3 separate regions of the Mus musculus genome follow, and regions 1 and 3 are each linked to region 2. The links are chromatin contacts, called in public promoter capture Hi-C maps. All regions are on one chromosome and are shown on one strand. Each heading gives the region's core, a stretch centred on a gene start, on an enhancer-like site or on the middle of the called end of the contact. The rest is flanking DNA. Distances are from core to core; before and after follow the strand shown.

Region 1 (3,803 bases), core at 538-3,037, 360 kb before region 2:
TGACAAATTCTGTGATGAACTGAGAGAAGCTGCCTCAATGGGTAAGGTAAAGAGTAATTGAGGAAAACACCCATATGGTTTAAACCTATGATCTCTGTCTTCTAACTGGATCCTGATGCAGATTGGTACCAGGAGTGGGATGTGTACCTACCTACTGACTTACACATATGCCTGAATAAGGTATATGTACTAGTTCCTACTCATTAGAACCCAGTTGTGCTATCAAAGTTGCTATTACTCAGATATCTGGTGACTTTGGGTACTTATCTGTGGAGATGGTAACCACATGTTAAAAATAGAACCAGAAAGAAAGGAAGATCCTGTCTTTGTACCCTGATCATTCTGGAGCTGTTATAACAGACTGAGATTTCTTGTGCTGGGGAGAGAAATAAACCATCTTCATTTCTTCATATCATTCACAGCTCAACCTAAACTGAGGCAATTCAAGGTCATATACTCATAGCTCAGACTTGAGATGAAGTTACCAGTTCAGAAAACCTGCTTGTCACATCACACAGTCAAAGTAAGATGCCCGGAGAATCAGTGCCTAGTAGACTATTACCTTGCCGGGAGAATTGCAAAGCCAGGCAAGCTTGTAATCTCAGTAGCTAGGAAGCTGAGGCCCAAGACACAAGACCAGCCTGAGAGACACAGCAAAACCTCGGGAGGAAGAAGAGGAAAGCAGGAAGGGGGCAACGAAGGCAGAAGCAGCTGCTGCAAAAGCCTGTTCGGAGAGTAGCAGCCTCTCAGAAACATGACAGAGAAGGCTGAGGTCATTGACCAGATCACATGCATCATTTTATTTAATCCTCATGAAAACCCTGGGATGTCAGTGGTGTTGTCATCCCCATCTTTTGGATGAACAACGGACATATCAATGAATGAGTTAGCCTCCTGGGTCACCCAACTGTAAGTGGTAGAGCTGGAGAGTGAGCCCAGACATGTCCGGGCCCAAAGCCTGTACTTCTCAGCCTACAGGCCGCACAGGGGAGGCATACCACTGACAGCAAGACCGCTACTTCCACAGGAAGCTCTGAGAGCAAAGCCTTCCTCTACTGTAGATGGTGTTTCTACATACGAAGAGATAGAGCCATCTAAAGCAGTGGTTCTTAGACTGTGGGTTGAGACCCTTTTAGAGCTGAAGGACCCTTTTACAAGGATCACCTAAGACCATCAGAAAACACAGACATTCGTAACAGTAACAACATTACAGGTAAGAGTTAAGTAGCAACAAAAATAACTTTAGGGTTGAGGGTCACCACCGCATAAGAAACTGTGTTAAAGGGCGGCATCATTAGGAAGGTTAAGAACCACTGCTCTAAAGGAAAACCAGATTCTAAACACAAACACTACTTACCCGCTCTCTGCTCCCATGCTGACTTGAGTCTCAAAATGCTGGTGAGGTTGAACACATGGAGGCCAACGGAGAGCTTGCCAGGAGACAGACAAGATGTCAGGTAAAAGAAAATTACCTTCATTCCAGATCAATAAGGTGCATGTAAGATTCATCATGGGACTGTTCAACTAATATTGATTAGTATTCCCAAGAGCTGGCTCCCCAAACATTTTAATAGAAATTAAATTTAATAAAGACTCCTAGGACAACCCAGAAGTCAATTGGTATATATTTTCAGACCAGAGGACATTCTCCAGTGGTTCTTTATACAGTATAGGCTCTCTCTGGGACCCTGAAAGGTCTATTGTCCTTCACACTAAACTACAAAATACTAGTTCACTTGAAGAACTGAACTGGGAATCCAGCTGCCAGCCGTTATTGTGCAAAGCAGGACACAGTGAGTTGAAAATTATATTTTTCCAATTAGCACAGTGGGAAACACTGTGAAGCATTCAGCTCCAGCCTGCAATTAGAGAACATTTGCTTCCAGAAATAGAATGAATGGAAGTGGAGACCTGCTATCTAGGTCTTCAGCAATAATATCCCAGTCAGGGAGACCTGCTACCATTTCCCAGCAAATAACCATCTCACTCTTTTTAAAAAGAAGCATTCTGCACTGCACCACAGTGTACTCAGCAGGGACCAACCACTCAACACCATCCCCGGCTGTAACAGCCCAGTCTTCTGGAAGGCAAGTACTACCCGTGAGCAGCCTGTGTTTCATTTCACAGCCGCAAGTATACTCCACCACAAAAGTAGGTTTGGTAGTAGCATCTTCACACTCTCCATTGATGCCCAGCTGCCTGACCCTTCTCAGCCCTCAGAATTTTCTTGTCTCTCACATGAAACAGCAAAAGTGTAGGAGATGAGGAGATCGCTCCGTGGGCAAGGCATTTGCTGCAGAAGCCTGAGGACCTGGGTTCAGATTCCTAGCACCCACATAGAAGCCGAGCACAGCAATGCGTGTCTACGGCCACTCGGAGGAGGGACACACAGGTAGATCACCTGGGGCTTGCTGGCCAGCCAACCTCATTGAAATAGCAAACTTCAGGTTCTGAGAGACCCTGACTCAAAAAGGAAGTTTGACGGCAATAGAGGTAGACACCTAGGGACCTCTGACCTCCATACATGCACACATGCACAGATAAAGAAAGAAGAAAACAAGAAAAGCAGGCATTTAAAGAATTAAGGTTTCTTAGACCAGGTAAAGATTGAGGCAGATCAGCAGTAGGATAGAGTGGATGCAGTGACCTTATTAAGAAGGGCAAAGCACTAAACAAGGCTTTAGTGAAAGCAAGGGCAGGACATGGTAATTAAGATGCGTGCAAACATCCTATGTTACAGAAGAGGGGAGGCTCAGCAGAGCAGGCACTCCGTTTCGTGAGGTCTTACAAAGAACACCAGAGCATTTACTGAGCAAGCCTTAATGGGCCACCTTTGCTCTGCCAGCACTTTATACTGCCTGGAGGTGAAAGCGTAAGGCGGCAGAGGAGAGCAGACATTTTTATTTGCTGCCGAGCAGGTAATAAAGATTGAAAACCTGGCGTGGCCCAGCGTGGCCTACCTTGCAACACTTAAGGCCACTTGCAAATGAGCAGTGGCAGGATTGTGTAGTGTGTGTCTCTTAGGACAGGAAGCTTACTGGTGACAGTGATTCAGGACTGACATTCATTCTAGAATGAAGCCGTCTGACTTCCAGACTCCAAGGGGGCTTACCAAGAATAAACAACTCAGGGGTGAGGGAAAGGGAATGGGAGGGGTTAGAGGCAAGTCAACCAAGACTAAAAATGCACAGGAAGGAAGCCCTGTGCAAACCCACTACTTCATATGCTATGATTTTTATTTTTTGTTTGCTTTTGTTTTGTTGAGACAAGGTTTCTCTGTGTAGCCCTTGGCTGTCTTGGAACTCTTTTGATCAGGTTGGCCTCAAACTCAGAGATCCACCTGTCTCTGCCTCAATTGCTGGGATTAAAAGAAAGGCATGTGCCACCACAGCCCAGCCTTAAAATATATTTTAATTGAAATAGTAACATCACTTCCGCCTCTATTTCCTCCCTCCAGCCCCTCCCCTGCCCCCCAACTCTCAAGCTGAGAGCCTGTTTTTATGTGATTATTAGTGAGTACATGTCTATGTATGTGTATATACATACACAAATATGTAAATACAACCTGCTGAGTCCTTTTTTTTTTTAATGTATATAATTTCAGGGCTAATCATTCTAGATCGGACAACCAATAAGGGGATTCATTCCTGGGAGAGGCCAGTCCTCCTTTCTCCCAGCAGTCAATAGTTACTTATACTTCTTTGTCTAGGGAGTGGGACAAAGCAGAAATTGTCCATTGATATTGCCCTTGTTCTGGTCTTTTTTATATTTCACAGCAGACTTGATGGAATTCCAGCTCTCAC
Region 2 (4,175 bases), core at 1,242-3,741:
ATGGATCTGAGAACCTTGGGGTCTATACTGTCTGGTAGACTCCAGGTACACCACGTTACTTGAGGTCCTTGTGAGTTCCATACTGTGTCCACTGAGAATTCCTCTGACCCCAAACTTTTCTTGGGCTGTAACTGACTCCACTTTGTGACTCTGAGAGTTGGGATTGCTCTGGGTCTCAGGTGTCTTTTCTAGAGAGATTAGCCCTACCTGAGGTGCAGCCTGGACTAACCGAACCAGAGTCATTGGAGGTAAAACTGGCATCAGAATTTCTAGAAGTTCCTTGGGTTGTCATGCATAGCCAAGATCTGCCTAGAGACTGTCTGACACTGGCCAGTGCTGATCTGCCCTTCAGGGGTCCATAGCAGGAAAACAGAGGCAGAGTGAAAAGCTATGTGAGCAGGAGGTCAGCACGGTTCTGGGAAGATGTTATTCTCAGAGCAGAGCTCTGAAGGATGACAAGGAAGAAGGTAACACAGGCTTCCAATGTGCTTCGTTCCTCTGCTTCCCAGCCTGGAGCTGGAAGGATGGGGGAGCCCCAACCATTCGCTGAAGGTCAGTTTAACTAGAGCAAACATGGGTGTCTGGTCCTTTAGCCTCCTCTGGTTTCACCTACAAATGTTTTGCAGATAAAGAAGGCTATGCTTGGCGTCGAGGGGCTGAGAAAGCCTGGCCAGGGCACGGCAGGGATTGGATCTTAGTGTCGCAAGAGCATGTTCAAAGTGAGGCAAGCTCAGTGCTGCCTCTGCACCAGATTACCAGTTGCCCTAATCTCACTATTTCCCACCTCGCCCCGTGGGACAGATGCCCACCCACTATCACGAGATGATTGGTCTCCGGAACGTCTACTCTTCTCATGCCCTGCCCCTTTGCAGCCTGGGATGGGGGAGCCCAGTGGAGATGTATCTTCTGTGCTTCTGGCACTGGGCATGGGGTGAAGGTTTGGTTTGGCTTTGTAATCTGCAAAACTAGGGAGATCCCATTGCTCTGGTGGGTGGGCTCACAGTAGCCCCAGGCTGGGTCCTGGCCATTTGGCTGTTGAGCAACTTCCTGTGACTCCCACTCATTACCTTCCGCACTAACAGGAGCAGGTCTGATCTAAACCAAATTCTCCAGGCTCGGAAAGCCTTGCTGCACCCCAGGGGACTTCTCAGTATCCCCGGGGAAACTTGCCAGTGCACAGCAATTTAGCCCCAGAACATGGAGCATGGACAAAGATCAGGTCAGAGTCCAGTCAGAGAGGGAATTTATACCACTTCTTCCTGACTGGGTGGTCTTAAAGAAGGATCTGGACACTCAGCAGGCACCCAGCCTCCCTGCACATCCTGCAGCTGTTTATGCTGCTGTTGGCATGGTTGAAGAAGCTGCTTCAGGACTCTCGTTGAGGGACCTCTGTCTGCTGACACGCGTTTGATGGAAGCTGACCTGAACCTGACAATACAAAGTCTCTCAAATACATTTTTATTTACAGTCTCAATTTTAAAAGTCAGTTTCCAATGGTTAATAAAATAATAATAATAATACTTATTGTTGTTGTTGTTGTTATTGTTATAAAATCTAGCCAAGCAAATAAATCCAGTGGGATTTGGAGACGTAAATGTCAAAAAAAAAAGAGAAAGAAAGAAAGGAAGGAAAGAAGGAAGGAAGGGAGGGAGGGAGGGGGAGCGAGGGAGAGAGAGAGAGAGAGAGAGAGAGAGAGAGAGAGAGAGAGAGAAAGAAGGAGAGAAGGAGAGAAGGAGAGAAAGAGAGAAAGGGAAAGGGAAAGAAAAGAAAAGAAAAGACCCTGCTGTTCATATGGGTGTGTAAGAAAATATAATTGCAACTCTGAGGCTTCGGGTGCTCAGGATAGGACCACCTGAGGATCCATCAGGCCACTGGTAAGAATTTCTGAGAGTGGTTAGGGTGTGGTGGCAGCAAGAATATTTCAGTTAGAAACGTAAATGTTGGGTTTGGAGAGCACGAACATTCTCTAACAGAATTGGGCGGCCAGGTGTTCTCACCAAGACCCACAAAAGACCAGTGTCTCAGAAATCCTTGGGTAACTTTCCCGGGCTGGCGATTCCCACGCGGAGCCACCTTCTCCCGTTGGGCTGCAGCAGCCCAGGTCGCCTGCAATGACAGATGGAGGACCCCGCTCCTCTCTCCATCAACCAAACCCCAGCCCTAGACTCCGCTCCAAGTCCCAACTCCAGCACAGGAGTGGAGCATGGCATGCCCTGGCCTCGGCGCTACCTCCTTGGGAAGCGGGACTCCAAGACGCACTGCGGGGGACACTGACCTGGAAAGCCCGCGCTCCGGGGCTGGCGAGGAGCAGCAAGAGGAGGAAAAGCGCGCGCTGTGAGCCCGGTCCCATCTTGCCACTCACAGCCTTGCTGCTGGGGAAGGCAGGTCGCTGTTCTCTGGCCGCAGTGCGCGGGTCCCTTGCAGCTTCCAAGGCCACTAGTCCGCAGCCGCCTGCACGGGACTGTCCCGACGACGCGGGGAGGCGCCAGCCCTGTGGCGGAGGCGAGAGAGGAGGAGCTGTGGAGCCTGGAATGCGCCTGGGAGCTCGCCCAATCCTCTGCTCTGGGAAAAGAACGGGTGCGACGCCTCGCGACCAAGGGTGGCCAGTGTCCACCCTGGGCTGCCCCACTGTCCGCAGTCCCCACTGCCCGCCGGGAGAGACCTAGGCCCCTGCCAACTACACGCGGCTGATTGATGAGCCAAATTTAGGACTGTCCCACTTCAAAGCCCACATAAGGACATCTTCCTCTAGGACAACAGAGAACAGGGTTAGTATGGCAGAAAGATGGCCTTCATAAATTGGACCAGGTTAGACCGTCTCTTCTTAAACCGTGGGCCGAAAAAAATGGGAGCTGAGTTACTGATTTTAGCAAATGGTGAGGCACGAAACCAAAAATTAATTCAAAATCAAATATAATGAATCCAAGGTATCCTTGGTCTCCATAACTGCTACTGGTCAGATGTCCAGGGGCACCACGGGAATGATCACACACGCACACACACACACACACACACACACACACACACCTAGGACACTTGGCTCAGATCTCAGACTAACTTATGTTACGAAATGAAGTGGTTTTACTGTACACGCTAAGTTTTTTGCTACTTTGTACTACTTACTTATATGAGGTGGTGTGCTCCGTGTGACAATTTTATAACCAAACAATCAATTTAGGGGGGGAAAAAAGTCAAAACTGCTTCTTATTCTTCAATATCAAATATTCAGCCAAGATTTAATTCTTCATGTAAAAATTAATAAAGCATATCAAATTTCCTTTAATTTTAATAAAGGATAAAATTATATTTATAGCAAATAATTACTTTAAAATAAATTTATGATTTATTACCAGTACGTGTTTGATCTGTACACTTCTTCATGTGCCTGAATTCCTAAGGTTGCAGAAATATTTCTCAGTGAAAAGAGACTGAGAGCAAGAAGTTTAAAGGGCTCTGAGTTAGACTAAGTCACCCTTTGGACAACTCTGCCAGTTTTTAAATCAATTCTCCCTAGGGCTTTTGGAAGGCGCGTGCTCAGTGACTAAGTTAAGAGGGCGCATGCTCAGTGACTAGGTTAGGAGGGCGCATGCTCAGTGACTAAGTAGGGCACATGCTCCGTGACGAAGAGTCTACAGCCTTCCTTCTAGTTTTCCGTCTGTTTCCCAAGGGTTTAAAGTAAAGGCCCAGCTACAGAACACGCCTGGGGTCTAGTTAGGTAACAGCCCTGTGACAGGCATGGAATTGAGGTTCCTGTACTCAGGCTATGAGTGAACCAGATGTCTCGGACCTCTCTACTCCTGGAAAACGTAATTTAGTTCTCCCTGCAAGGACATTTTGTGAAGCTCACTCTTCTGTATGGAATGGTTCTGAGCTGCTTTAGATGGAAAGCAGAAGGCAAGCCGAGAGTCCTCTCTTGGCCTGTTAGAGATGCTATAACAAAGTACTCCAGACTAGGCAGTGTACAAACAATACAATGTGTGCCGCGAGGCTCTGCAAGCTAGGTTCAAGATCAAGGCATCCACAGGCAGAACTGATGTCCGTAAAGTTTACTTCATCCTCACTTGTGGGAACAGACAGGAGATCGATAAGGATTCCGGCGTGGGGTGGTGGTGGTGGTGGTGGTGGGGGAGACAGGGTTTCTTTATGTAGCTCTGGCTGTACTGGAACTTGGTCTG
Region 3 (3,966 bases), core at 343-2,842, 500 kb before region 2:
CAATGGCGACCTGTAATGGCATCTTTACTTGTGAGGTAGCCAGATTCTAAATGCAGATAGATGTGCATGGCTCTTTAGAGGCAAAATTGCCAGTGCTTAGCTTTGTTAAATGCCTGATGGTTCAGAATTCCACTCACTATTTGCTGTTGCCCCAAAGAGACAAGTTCAAGACAAGTTCATAGATGCACTGTCTGTGGATGCTTAACAAAAGCGGCTGGAAGCAAGATCCAGACAACTCACTGGTAGGAAAGAGCAAACCACACAAGGACAGAGCAAGGGCATTCACACACAAGGAAAGGCCCAACCCATGTGCAGCGTCTACCCGTGTGCACCTAAGGCAGAGCTGGAAGGGCACTGACCCAGCTGAAAGTGGTCGTTATTGGGGGTTGAGACAGACAGAGCAAGGAGAGGTTTCAGGGGGAACCTTAATTTTATCATTTGACTCTGCCAGAGAGAATATATTGTGTGTAACACACACTTCTTTAATCCTCTGCATTAAAATTTGCAAATGCCTTCCATTTCAATTCCTGGATCTGAGTCAATGACTAAACTGATCCTCCAAAAGATAATTCTATTCCTGATGTGGAGCCAAGTTCTCTCTCGATCTCTGTACTAGGTATCCTTGGCCTGGAAGGAAGAAAGGCCTTCCTGCTACATCAAATGGCTCAGATAACTTGAGAAAGGAAGAGTCAGAATGTTCCTTGAACTCTTCTCAGAACACAAAATGTGGGCCAATAGAAAGTCAATTTGTTTGAGACTTTGGTAGGTGACACATCACCCCACCACAGTTTCTACCAGCTTCCAAGGACAGCCCACGTGCTGGAACTTTGGCCTGATGTCTGAGATCCTGTGACAAGCAATCCCTCGGGACAGGCAGTGGGTGATTTTAGAGGACAGGGCTGCAGTAAGCAAGGACCAGGCTAGGGTAGAACAAGAATCCAGTGTTGTCTGGGAGCAGAGCTGGTCTGAGAGACAGGGGAGAGGGTGGCTGCTAAGGTCTAAGCCAGAGGTGGAGGGGAAGTCATAGTGTCTTCTATAGACCTCTCTTCACCTTTGTTCCAGTCAGGGCTTTAGGATTGACCTAACTAGAACATCAGGAAATGAAGAAATAATAGGCATATACAGAAAAGCTGGGGTTGAGTGAGTCATGTATCCTTATGAAGACATATCAGCCTGTCCTAAAACTCAGAAAGTTTAATGTATACAGTTTAAGTGGGAGCCAGGCTAGCTAGCAGGTCTCTGTAGGGTAGCATCCTCAGGATGCTGTCATCTGGGAGGGGGAAGCTTTGATTGACACTTTCTGTACACTGTCAGCATCTTTACTCAGACTAGAAAAAGCCTTGCCATTCTCACAGGACTGAGACACTGGGGTCCTCGACCTGGCCATGACCTTGCCAATAATACGCATTCAGTCAGGAATCCATCTGTTCCCCCGCCTTGTTCCTTGCTCTTCACCAGCCCACCACACACATGCCCCAGTACAACCTTGCTGAGCTGCCAATAGATACGTGGTTCTGTAGCCTGTTGGCTAAGAGTGAGGGTGAGCTGGGTTGGAGTCTGGGGTAACGATACCTACGGTTGTGTAATGCAGCTTCCTTCTAGTTCTTCAGAATTCTCTCACCCACATCCTGGTTCCCAAATTGGCAGCGAGGAAGCAAGCCAAGCAATGTTTTTTCTTCTGAGGATGTCTTAAAGCGCCGCTTCCCTGATCTAGATAAGCATAACTATTCCATTACATAATCTCGAAAAGTCACTTCCCTACCAGAAAGTAAGTCTCAAAACCTTGAAACACAGAAGATGCATTGGCCGTTCCACATTCCACACCTCCTCTCCACCCCACCCCCCACCCCACCTGACCTCTAAACTCCCTGGGGCCTCCAGTCTCTCTAGGGTTAGGTGTATCTTCTCTGACTGAACACAGACCCGGAAGTCCTCTACTGTATGTCTGTTGGAGGCCTCATATCATCTGGTGTATACAGTCCACAGAACTCAAAAAGGTCAATAAGCTGAAGTGCCCAAGTGAGGATGCCTCAGTCCCAATTGAGAGAGAGAAAAAAGCAATCACAAGTGGGGAGGAAGGGAGTGACCTGGGAGGGAAAGTGGACGGAGTGGGGGTGGGGAAGCAGTGGGAAGGAGAGGGGAACCTGATCTGGTATTGAGGGAAAAGGACTGAAGTCCTGAGGGCCAGCAGAAAGACTATAAACAGGCAACTTCAGGAAATAGGAGGTTGGGGGGACCCTCCAGAATGCACCAGAGACCTGGGAGGTGAGAGACTCCCAAGACTCACAGGGAGGGAGCTTTGATGAAATGCCAAACAGTAGGGAGAGGGAACTTATAGAGCCCACCTCCAGCAGGAAGACAGGACATCAAGTGAGGGATGGGGTTGCTATCCCACAGTCACATCTCTGGCCCATAATTGTTCCTGTCTGAAAGAATTACGGGGATGGAAATGGAGAGGAGCCTGAGGAAGAGAAGGTCCAGCGACAGCCCCAAAGTGGGATCCAGCTCAAGGGGAGGCCTGAAACTATTATTGACACTATTACTGAGGCTATGGAGTGCTCACAAAAAGGGATCTATCATGACTGCCCTCCGAAAGACACAACAAGCAGCTGAAAGAGTCAGATGCAGATATTTGCACCCAACCAATGGGTAGAGAAGCAACTGACCCCTGTAGTAAAATTAGGGAAGGCTGAAAGAAGCTGAGGAGAAGGGCAATCCTGTAGGAGTCTCAGTAGTCTCAATTAATCTGGACCCCCAAGATCTTTCAAACACTGGACTACATGAATTTTTTATGTTAATATCAAGTTGTTTTAATCAACATCTTAAAGAGTGAATTGCAATTTTTTTCTGGGATATTATAAATATGATTGGTCCTCAATAGCTCCATGTTCTGCATTTAAAAGAAATCAACCATTCACAGGTTGTGGTGGTTTGCATGGTAAATGTCCCCCATGGTCTGGGGCATTTAAATACCTGGTCCCAGTTAGTGGAACTGCTTGGGTAGTTCTAGAAGGTGTGGTCTGAAGGGACTCTAGCCAGCTTGAGAATGGCAAACATGGCTCTGGCAGGCCTTGTCCTTCTCCCTCCTTCCCTCTGCCTTGCTAAAAACTGTTACATTGCATTCCTAGAGTTGGCCCCCAAGGGCCATCCCCTTACTTGGCTTCCTCCTCCTCCTGAGGCTGACTACCACGGTCCAACTATCATAGTATTGAAGTCAAGCAATCAAGAACCCCCTTGTGGCTATCCTAATTAACCTGTCCAATCAAAATTAGCCAACTCATCCTCACACTGAGGGGGTAGAAGGTGTCCCTTTACCTTTATAAAATGGCATTTGCCTATGGGCTACAGCTGTCTCTTCTCTATCCAGAAGCAATCCTTTGTCCCTCTGGGGCAAATATCCCTGGTTCCTTTCCCCTTCCTCCTTGTCCTCTATCTTCTGTCTTTATCTCATATTCCCTGCCCTCTGTCCCTCTGGGGCAAATACATCTCCTTTGTGCTGAGAACTTGGATCTAAGGGTGTCTTGAATCAACCTTAGCGGTCTTTCTGGAGGAGGAGTGTCACTAGGGACAGGCTTTGAGATTTGAGCTGGTCCTCTGTTTTGTACTTGTAGTTCAAGATATGAGTCCTCAGCTTCCTGATCCAGCTGCCATCTTCCTTTTGCCATGTCTCCCACTGTGATGGTGATGGAGTCTTAACCCTCTTGAATTGAAGCCCAGATAAGCTCTTTCTTCTATAAGTTGCCTTAGTGTTTTATCATGGCAATGGAAAGGTAACTGATATATATGTGAAAAGTAGTTTTTGATTGGATCTGTACTAAGAATATACAGACTAATGATAAACCAACTTGCCTCCATCTTAGACTGGAAAGCCATCTGTCTTAGTCAGGGTTTCTATTCCTGCACAAACATCATGACCAAGAAGCAGTTGAGGAGGAAAGGGTTTACTCAGCTTACACTTCCATACTG

Evidence for each region. Promoter capture Hi-C pulls out the DNA fragments that hold promoters and counts their contacts.
Region 1: a contact with region 2 is called in a promoter capture Hi-C map of stem cell-derived epiblast-like cells, with 3 times the contacts expected there. The contact joins the promoter of A730036I17Rik here to the promoter of Fbln7 in region 2. A contact is called at or near these places in 12 of 39 promoter capture datasets (the 3T3-L1 cell line, 3T3-L1-derived adipocytes, the C10 cell line and 8 more), 1 of 484 Hi-C or Micro-C datasets (nephron progenitors), 1 of 115 datasets of contacts at active chromatin or transcription factors (neural tube) and 2 of 9 other capture datasets (macrophages and pancreatic islet).
Region 3: a promoter capture Hi-C map of liver shows a contact between it and region 2, with 3 times the contacts expected there. The contact joins the enhancer-like site here to the promoter of Fbln7 in region 2. A contact is called at or near these places in 6 of 39 promoter capture datasets (the C10 cell line, the HPC-7 cell line, hippocampal neurons and 3 more).

The regions. Positions count from the first base shown.
Region 1 is chr2:129,216,953-129,220,755 of GRCm38.p6, reverse strand. It overlaps A730036I17Rik (RIKEN cDNA A730036I17 gene), which reads right to left and starts at 1,787. Exons shown (of 5, transcript NR_045838.1): 1 at 1,358-1,787.
Region 2 is chr2:128,862,248-128,866,422 of GRCm38.p6, reverse strand. Fbln7 (fibulin 7) reads right to left here and starts at 2,491. Exons shown (of 8, transcript NM_024237.4): 1 at 2,276-2,491. The coding sequence starts at 2,350.
Region 3 is chr2:129,358,002-129,361,967 of GRCm38.p6, reverse strand. No RefSeq gene overlaps it. Among named protein-coding and RNA genes, the nearest start is that of Il1bos, 9.9 kb to the left of the region's middle. Within about 2 kb of position 1,592, at least 57 of the 459 cell types and tissues checked have an H3K27ac peak or open chromatin away from gene starts, as enhancers often do. A contact at or near this core is called in liver, where this site is marked.